Linked DNA regions of Sus scrofa: region 1 is linked to region 2. Evidence: chromatin contacts called from public Hi-C data. All regions are on one chromosome and are shown on one strand. The core of a region is the stretch at or near the end of the contact, and the rest is flanking DNA. Distances in the headings are between cores, read along the strand shown.

Evidence for each region. A called contact is a pair of places that touch in the nucleus more often than the background predicts.
Region 1: a contact with region 2 is called in a Hi-C map of skeletal muscle, with 3 times the contacts expected there. The contact joins the promoter of FUZ here to the enhancer-like site in region 2. A contact is called at or near these places in 10 of 47 Hi-C or Micro-C datasets (alveolar macrophages, blood, brain and 5 more) and 2 of 2 datasets of contacts at active chromatin or transcription factors (alveolar macrophages and skeletal muscle).

What each region holds. Positions count from the first base shown.
Region 1 is chr6:54,827,034-54,831,914 of Sscrofa11.1, reverse strand. FUZ (protein fuzzy homolog) reads left to right here and starts at 1,490. Exons shown (of 11, transcript XM_003127337.4): 1 at 1,490-2,739; 2 at 2,998-3,119; 3 at 3,644-3,728; 4 at 3,987-4,055; 5 at 4,284-4,388. The coding sequence starts at 2,629.
Region 2 is chr6:54,750,389-54,754,999 of Sscrofa11.1, reverse strand. No RefSeq gene overlaps it. Among named protein-coding and RNA genes, the nearest start is that of CPT1C, 20 kb to the right of the region's middle. Within about 2 kb of position 1,604, at least 27 of the 83 cell types and tissues checked have an H3K27ac peak or open chromatin away from gene starts, as enhancers often do. A contact at or near this core is called in alveolar macrophages, liver and skeletal muscle, where this site is marked.

The sequences.
Region 1 (4,881 bases), core at 241-2,740, 77 kb before region 2:
AGGTGAGGCCCTGGAAATGACCAAAAAAAAAAAAAAAAATTATTTCTTAGTCTGGTCAAACACTTAAATCCATGATCAAATTTATCTTGGAGTTTCTGTCATGGCTCAGTGGTTAAGGAATCTGACTATGAACCACGAGGTTGCGGGTTCCATCCCTGGCTTCTCTCAGTGGGTTAAGGATCCAGTGTTGGCCGTGAGCTGTGGTGCAGGTCGCAGACACAGCTCGGATCTGACATGGCTGTGGCTGTGGTGTGGGCTGACGGCTACAGCTCAGATTGGACCCCTAGCCTGGGAACCTCCATATGCCACAGGTGCAACCCTAGAAAAAGACCCAAAAAAAATTTATCTCAAAACGTCTTTTGTGGACTTCTCTTGTAGTGAAGCATGTTAAGGATCTGGCACTGTCACTGCAGTGGCTTTGATTGCTGTTGTGGTGTGGGTTTGGTCCCTGGCTTGGAAATTTCCACCTGCCACTGGCAGAGCCAAAAAAAAGGAGGAAAAAAAATCTTTAAAAGGCAGAACAACAAGAAATATAAAAATTAAATGGTAGAAATAAATCTAAATACAATAGTAGTCACAATAAATATAAGTGGACTAAAGAGATGCTTGGAACTATGGGGAGAATTTGACATTTAGCTTCATTTGTTATTTTATGCACCTGTTTATTCCTCTAGAGGTTTAATGTAATTTAATATGCAGGGTGAATGTCTTCACATTTCTTTTTTTTTTTTTTTTTTGTCTTTTGTCTTTTGTTGTTGTTGTTGCTATTTCTTGGGCCACTCCCGAGGCATATGGAGGTTCCCAGGCTAGGGGTCGAATTGGGGCTGTATCCACCAGCCTACGCCAGAGCCACAGCAACGCGGATCCGAGCCGCGTCTGCAACCTACACCACAGTTCACAGCAACGCCGGATCGTTAACCCACCGAGCAAGGGCAGGGACCGAACCTGCAACCTCATGGTTCCTAGTCGGATTCGTTAACCACTGCGCCACGACGGGAACTCCTGTCTTCACATTTCTTATCAGACATTATTATCTTAAAATGTCTTAATATTTCACAGCTATTAGAAATCAAATCCAGAATGCTGGCAAAACGTTTAAAAGAAAAAAATTTTAAATATCACTATATATATATATATATATATATATATATATATTTTTTTTTTTTTTTGTCTTTTTGCCTTTTTCTTGAGCCGCTCCTGCTGCATATGGAGGTTCCCAGGCTAGGGGTTGAATCGGAGCTGTAGCCACCGGCCTACGCCAGAGCCACAGCAACGCGGGATCTGAGCCGCGTCTGCAACCTACACCACAGTTCACGGCAACGCCAGATCCTTAACCCACTGAGCAAGGGCAGGGACCGAACCCTCAACCTCATGGTTCCTAGTCGGATTCGTTAACCACTGCACCACAACAGGAACTCCTATCACAATATATTTTAATATATGTTTGGATAAATGAAGGTAAATTCTCACAAAAGAGAAAAGATCAATCAAATTGATAACTCAGTGATGATTTAATTTATCACTTTAAACAGGGAGTTAAGAGCCTAATATATGTCACTATAGGATCAGCTAAATTTTTTTGTTACATCCATAATATAGGTTATAATAGGACATCTTAAAAAGACGAAAATACATAAATACATAAAATTTTAAAAGACAATGTATACTTATATGATTTGATAGAAAAAAGTTTGAAAGCAACGTTAGTATAGTAGTCGTATTTGTGAAAATGCGATTATGTGGTAAACTCTCAACATATTTTAGGGAAAGGATTTTAGAAGAAATATTTTCACATTCTGCACGATACACTTTCATGTATAAACTCATGAGAAACAATATTTCTATGATTCTGGAAAATAAAGCACTTCATCTTTCTTTTTCTAATAAAAGCAACCCTCTCGTCTGGTGGTTACTAGGCAACGCTCGCCGGACCAAACCATCCCCAAGGTTTGGGGGGGGCAGAGTGTCGTTTTGATTTTGCTCTAAGGAAAGTTGCTAGGGATTCGTCCTGCGGCCGTCTTTGAGCAGGGCACAGCTGCTCAGCCTTAGAAGGAAACTTGGACTGAGTCGTGGGCGCTGCGAAACGCCAGGCACTGGCGCTATCTCTGAGCGGGGTTAGTGTTTACAGCTACAAAATGGACCTCTGAACCAGGGTGGTTGCTAGGCAACGCCCTGTCACCGTCGCCATCTTTGAGTGTGGCCACGCTGTTTATCAATTACGAATGTGAAACGTACTAATCTATATGATGATTACTAGGCAACGGCCTTGATGCGGTCACTACCTCCAAGCCCAGCACTTCGTTTTGTTTATTAAAGAAATAGAGGGAAACCCGTTCAAAAAGCGCCTACAAAACTTCGGAAATAGAATTAGCCTCCATCTTTGTTCGGGGTATTGTGACTTCCGGCTGGGGCGGAAGAGCCTAGCGGGATTCGGGGGAAGTGCTGGAATAGGGGTTAAGCGATGGATTTGAGTTGGATGAAGAAAGCGGGAACCTAGTCCCCTTCCAATCAGCTGCCCATCTCGCCCTTTGGCGGCTTTGGACTGCAGCCCGATTTAGTGTGACTACGGGCATGCTACAAGGCGGGCACTGACTGTCCCCACGAGGGGACTGGAAGGCGGGTTTCCAGATGGGGGAGGAGGGGACCGAGGGCATGGTACATCTGCTATGCCTCGCGGCATCCAGCGGGGTACCCTTGTTTTGCAGGAGCAGCCGCGGCGGCGCCCCCGCCCGCCAACAGGTGGGGCCCGGGCGCCTGGCTCTGTGAAATAGATATAGAAGGGGTTAGAAACTTGGACTCTGGGTCTTCAAACCCGTAGGGGCTGGGGAAGATTCAGAGTTGCGTTTAGAGGGTCCAGAGTGCAACTGACCAGGGATCCTGGTTCCCTGAAGAGGAGTGGCCAGGGCTTCTAGAGAGAGGAGGGGGATGAGGGCCTCAGTAACTTGTTCTCGAGGAGGGGATTGGAGGCTCCTGTCTAATGTTCCCATCTTTCCCCAGCTCCCATTCTCTGTCATCGGTTCCCTCAATGGAGTTCACATGTTTGGGCAGAACCTCGAGGTGCAGCTGAGCTCTGCGAGGACAGAGGACACAACCGTGGTGTGGAAAAGTTTCCATGACAGGTCTCCAAGCCGTATCCTGGGGACAGGGCCAGGGTGAAAACCCCTTTTAAAGATGACCCGAGACCATCCAGCTCTTTACCTGACTGTGGACTCTTTGTTAGTTACGTCCCAATCCCTGTTTCTCTCTCTCTTTTTATTTTGTTTTTTTCAGGGCTGCACCCGTGGCATATGAAGGTTCCCAGGGTAGGGATCCAATCGGAGCTGTAGCTGTTAGCCCACACCACAGCCACAGCCATGTCAGATCCGAGCTGTGTCTGCCACCTACACCACAGCTCACGGCAATGCCGGATCCTTAACCCACTGAGCGAGGCCAGGGATAGAACCCACAACCTCATGGTTCCTAGTCGGATTCATTTCTGATGCGCCACGCTGGGAACTCCGAACCCTGTTTCTCAGCATGAGAAGCACATTTTGCTGGGATGTGATGTGGCTGACATCCAGGATCAAAGGCAGACCCTACTCTGCTCCCTGCCTGTTTCCTGGGCTTGGACTCATGTCTTCCTTCTCATCTTCCTTGCTCACAGCATCACGCTCATTGTTCTGTCATCCGAAGAGGGCACCTCGGAGCTGAGGCTGGAGAGACTACTCCAGATGGTGTTTGGGGCGATGGTGAGACCCCCCAACCCTCTTTCCCAAACCCAGGAATCTCAGGGCTCAGCATCCATCTCCCTTAGACCCAGGAGTCCAGACCCCCAGCACCCTCCTCTGGAAGCCAGGAACCCTGACCCTCAGTCCATCCTGCCTCGGACTAAGGAGTGGTCTAGATACCCATTCTCCTCCTCCCTCAGACACAAGAATCTGAGTCCCAGCCCCTTCTCTCTTATTCCCATTGTCCAGGGCCCCTATTCTCCTGTGTGGTTCTTCTAGGTTCTTCTTGTGGGACTTGAAGAACTAACCAATATCCGCAACATAGAGAGACTGAAGAAGGAGCTGAGGGTAAGCCTGCAGGATGGCCATGAGGATGGAAAGTTAGGATACCTGGTCACTGATATTTGGGAACTACACTTCCCAGAATCCCCTGGGGCAGACTTACCCTGTGGGTTCCTGGGCTGCTTGGTTGTCTGACACCTCCTATCTTGGCCCTTCAGGGCCAGTTTTCTGAGGGCGAGGCAGCAGATCTGGGTGGCACCTGGGTCCTAGGCTCCTCCATTTTCCCTCTGCTAGGCCAGTTACCGCCTCATCGACAGCTTCCTGGGGAACTCAGAGCTCATCGGGGACCTGACCCAGTGTGTGGACTGTGTGGTTCCTCCAGAGGGGTCCCTGCTGCAGGTACTGGGAATGCCTTGTAAACTGTTAAAGCTGTCCCTCTGGGAGTTCCTGTCGTGGCTCAGCGGTTAATGAGCCCGGCTAGGATCCATGAGGATGCGGGTTGGATCCCTGGCCTCACTCAGTGGGGTTAAGGAGCCGGCATTTCCATGAGCTGTGGTGTCAGTTGCACATGCAGCTCGAATCCCGTGTTGCTGTGGCTGTGGTGTAGGCCGGCAGCTACAGCTCCGATTCAACCCCTAGCCTGAGAACCTCCATATGCCACAGGTGTGGCCCTACAAAGCAAAAAAAAAAAAAGAAACCCCCAACCCCCCCCCCAACTGTCCCTCTGGCCCTGGCTCAGTCTCCTCATCCTCTGACCCCTGGGCCCTTGCTTAACCTCTTTCTACCCTTCTGGCTTCCAGTCTGACTCCCACCTGATCCAGAAGGATCTTTCTACACTCAGAGCTGACCATGCCCCTGCCCTGGTCACAGCCCTTCCGTGGTTTCCATCAGC
Region 2 (4,611 bases), core at 355-2,854:
CGGCTACATCTCCGATTAGACCCCTAGCCTGGGAACCTCCATATGCCACGGGAGCAGCCCAAGAAATGGCAAAAAGACAAAAAAATAAATAAAAAATAAAGACCTATGCTCATAATATTCCTTCATTAAGCATGTCAGGGGTCCTGGAGTTCCCGTTGTGGGTCAGCGGGTTAAGACCCCAACACAGTGTCCATGAGGATGCAGGTTCGATCCCGGGCCTCACTCAGGAGGTTAAGGATCTGTCATTGCCACAAGTGGCGGCATAGGTTACAGATGCAGCTCGCATCTGGCGTGGATGTGGCTGTGGTGTAGGCCAGCAGCTGCAGCTCTGATTGAATCCCTAGCCTGGGAATGTCCATATGCCACAGGTGAGGCCCTAAAAAAAAAAGGAAAATAAGGAACACATATTAAAAAAAAAAAAAAGCATGTCAGGGAGGGCACTCAGAAGAAGCCACTGAACACTCTGTCCTTGCGGCTGTTGTTAGTGCCATAGTGGTGAAATGCAGCAGCCACTCAACCCCCAAGTCACCCCATTCACTGGTACCTCGACGTGGTGCGAATGCATGACTCCCCACGATGCCGCTTCAGACTGTGGATACAAGCATCCTACCTCTTAGCCAGGAGATCATTACAGGGTTCGAACCCTAGAAACCAACTAAACAATTCCCCAAACCCCATTTTTGAGAATCCGCTTCCTGCTGCAAACCCTGGCGTTGGTCAAGGTATCTTCAGGAGATAGAAATCACACCAGTTATTTTAACAAAGATGATTTCATGTAAAGAAAGGCTATTGGAGGGAGTTCCCGTTGTGGCTCAGTGGTTAACAAATCCAACTAGGAACCATGAGGTTGCTGTTGCCGTGAGCTGTGATGCAGGTTGCTGTTGCCGTGAGCTGTGGTGTAGGTTGCAGATGCGGCTCGGATCCAGAGTTGCTGTGGCTGTGGTGCAGGCCGGTGGCTACAGCTCCGATTAGACCCCTAGCCTGGGAATCTCTATATGGCGCGGGAGCGACCCCAGAAAAGGCAAAAAGACCAAAAAAAAAAAAAAAAAAAGGCTATTTGAGTTCTCTTGAGGTGCAGTGGGTTCAGAATCCCGTGTTGTCCCTGCAGTGGCTTTGATCCCTGGCCCAGAAACGTCCACAGGCTGTGGGTGTGGCCAAAAAAAGAAAGAAAGAAATGTTGCTAGGTATAAAGGGTTGGTAACTAGGCAACTGAAAAGGCAATATGACAGCCCTAGGGTATCATGGTGGTAGTAACTACGGGAAGTAGCTAAAGATCCCGGTCCAGAAAAAACAAAGGATATAGGTTAGAATGATGAAAACTAAACACTTAGATGAGAGCCTCACTGAAGATGAAAGTCAGCCAATGAGGAGTGGGTGTTGCTCTGCTGGTGCAGGTGTGTCTGAGCGCAGAGGACCACCTGGGACTAGAATCTTCTCTGGAAGGTTGTTGACATGCGGATGGCATCTCTGAGGGTGTGCAAGATTTGTAAAAAAAAAAAACAAAAAACCAAACCCTGTAAACTAGATTCAGCAGCTGCTGCTACAGGAAGGAACTGTCTCCGCTGGGATAAAGAGGCTGTGCTGGGAAATGCGAATGGGGACAAGAAACTGACAGGAAATAAACAAGAGAAAGCAAACAGGAAGAGCCCAGTCTTATTGCTTCCTCCAGGTTTCTACAGTCTCTCTGGTGCCCCCTACCGGCAGAGTCTACAACAGCCAGCTGGCAAAGAAGAAAGATGGTTTGCAGAGTCCCTGTTAAGACCCATATATGGCTTTTAAAGAGTTATTGGAATTTCTGTCGGGGCTCAGCGGTTAACGAACCCGATTAGCATCCATGAGGACGCGAGTTCAATCCCTGGCCTTGCTCAGTAGGTCAAGGATCTGTCATTGCTGTGAGCTGTGGTGTAGGTAGCAGACATGACTTGGATCTGGTGTTGCTGTTGCTGTGGCTGTGACGTAGGCCAGCAGCTGCAACTTCAATTTGACCCCTAGCCTGGGAACCTCCATGTACTGTAGGTGTGGCTTTAGAAAGAAAAAAAAAAAAGAAGAAGAAGAAGAAATTCAACAAACCCTTTTTGTTTAGGGGTTTTATGAAGGTTTCATTACCTACGCACACAATTGATTCAATCATTGGCCACTAATGACTGTGACTGACCTCCATCTCCAGCCCCTCTCCCATCCCCAAAGGCCAGGGCATAGAGTAGACAATCTTAAAACTTTAATCATCACTTGGTCTTCTTGGTGACCAGGCCCCATTCTGAAACTACCAAGAGGCCCCTCAGCCAAGAGCCACTCCCCTAGCAGCCGAAAAACACTTTCATCACTCAAGGAATCTCATTTTCTAGGAATTTTTAGGACCTCTGTGGCAATGAAGGGATCAGAAATATAGCCCCAAATGTACCACTTTAACAAGGATTATTTTGAGCTGGAGGCAAGTGAGAATCAACAGATGCAGGAGTTCCCGCTGCCCAGCACAGTGGGTTAAAGGATCCAGCGTTGCTGCAGGTGGAGATCACAACGGTGGCTTGGATCTAATCCAGCCCACCCAGGAACTCCATATGCCATGGGGTGGCCAAAAAAAAAAAAAAAAAAAAAAAAAAGAGAGAAAATTAACAGATGCAAAAAGAAGCTTTCTCAAACTAAAAATGGAATTACCATATGACCCAGCAATCCCACTCGTGGGCATATATCCAGACAAAACAATAATTCAAACCTCTATGTTCACAGCAGCCCTACTCACAATAGCCAAGACATGGAAACAACTTAAAGGTCTATCAACAGAAGAATGGATAAAAACATGGTACATATTCGCAATAGAATACTACTCAGCCATAAAAAAGAGCAAAATAATGCCATTTGCAGTAACATGGATGGACCTAGAGACGATCATACTAAGCAAAGTAAATCAGAAAGAGAAAGACAAATGCCGTATGATATCACTTATATGCGGAATCTAAAATATGGCACAAATGAACCTATCTACAAAACAGAAACAGACTCATGGACAAGGAGAACAGACTTGTGGTTGCCAAGGGGAAGGGAGGTGGGAGTTTGGGGTTCGTAGATGCAAACTATCCCATATAGAACAGATAAACAGCAAGGTCCTCTTACATAGCACTGGGAACCATATTCAGAATCTTTGGGAGTTCCGGTCGTGGCGCAGTGGTTAACGAATCTGACTAGGAACCACGAGGTTTCGGGTTCGATCCCTAGCCTTGCTCAGTGGGTTAAGGATCCGGCATTGCCGTGAACTGTGGTGTAGGTCGCAGACGCGGCTCGGATCCCGAGTTGCTGTGGCTCTGGTAGGCCGGTGGCTACAGCTCTGATTAGACCCCTAGCCGGGGAACCTCCATATGCCGCCGGAGCGGCCCATGAAATGGCAAAAAGACAAAGAAAAAAAAAAAAGAAAAGAAAAAAGAATCCTTGGGTAAGCCATAATGGAAAGAATATTTTATTTATTTTTTGTCTTTTTGTCTTTTTTTTTCCATATGCTGTGGGTGCAGCCCTAGAAAAGGCAAAAAAAGACAAAAAAAAAAAAAAAAAAGAAGTTTGCAACGATCAACCACACCCCCTCCCCTTTCAGTATCAAAGAAGCCTGAATACTAACTGGAGGAAAATGGAGACAGGAATCCACCTTCTCATTCTACTGGCTTTCCAAATAAAGTTGCTATTTCTGGAGTTTCCATTGTGGTGCAGTGGGATCATTGGCTTCTTGGGAGTCCTGGAACACAGGTTCAATCCCCAGCCTGGCACAGTGGGTTAAGGATTCGGCCTTGCCGCAGCTGCGACTTAGGTAGTGATTGTGCCTGGGATCTGATCCCTGGCCTGGGAACTCCACAGGCCACGGGCAGCCATAAAAAAAAAAAAAGAGTCACTATTCCTTGCCCCAGCAAATCATCTCTTGCTTCACTGGCCTGCCATGCAGTGGAGCAGTGTGAGTCCAGACTCGGGAACATCAGGAAGGGTTGCAGGAGTGGGCCCTGGGCTACTACATCTCCAGGAAAGTCTCTGAAACGACAGTGCAAAAGCACCCCTCCACCGTAGGGATTATCTCCTGTGACCATGAAAGTAGGAACTAGGGACTCCGCTCCTCAAGCAGGTTGCCATAGAAACACACACACCTACTGGGCTAGTCTATTCACATCCTGTGTCTGTCCCTTCCTTTCAATGTGCCCCAGTGACCTGCTTTAACCAGTAGAATGTGGCAGCAGTGATGCGATGCTGCTCCAGACCCAAGCTTAAGAAGGCCTGGCACGTAGCAGAAATGAAACTGGCTAGCATCCATGAGGACACAGGTTCATCCCTGGTCTTGCTCAGTGGGTTAAGTGTCTGGTGTTGCCGTGAGCGGTGGTGTAGGTCGAAGATGCGGCTTGGATCCCGCATTGCTGTGGCTGTGGTGTAGGCTGACAGCAACAGCTCTGATTCCACCCCTAGCCACCCCATATGCCACCAGTGTGGCCCTAAAAAAAAAAAAAAAAAAAAAAAAAAAAAAAAAAAAAAGTCCAATGGTCACACTAAAACCATATTTTAGTGTGACATTAATTACACCTACCATGGGGTAGTAGCCATTGCCACTATTTGCAGAGCTCCTCAGCATCCCAAACAGAAACT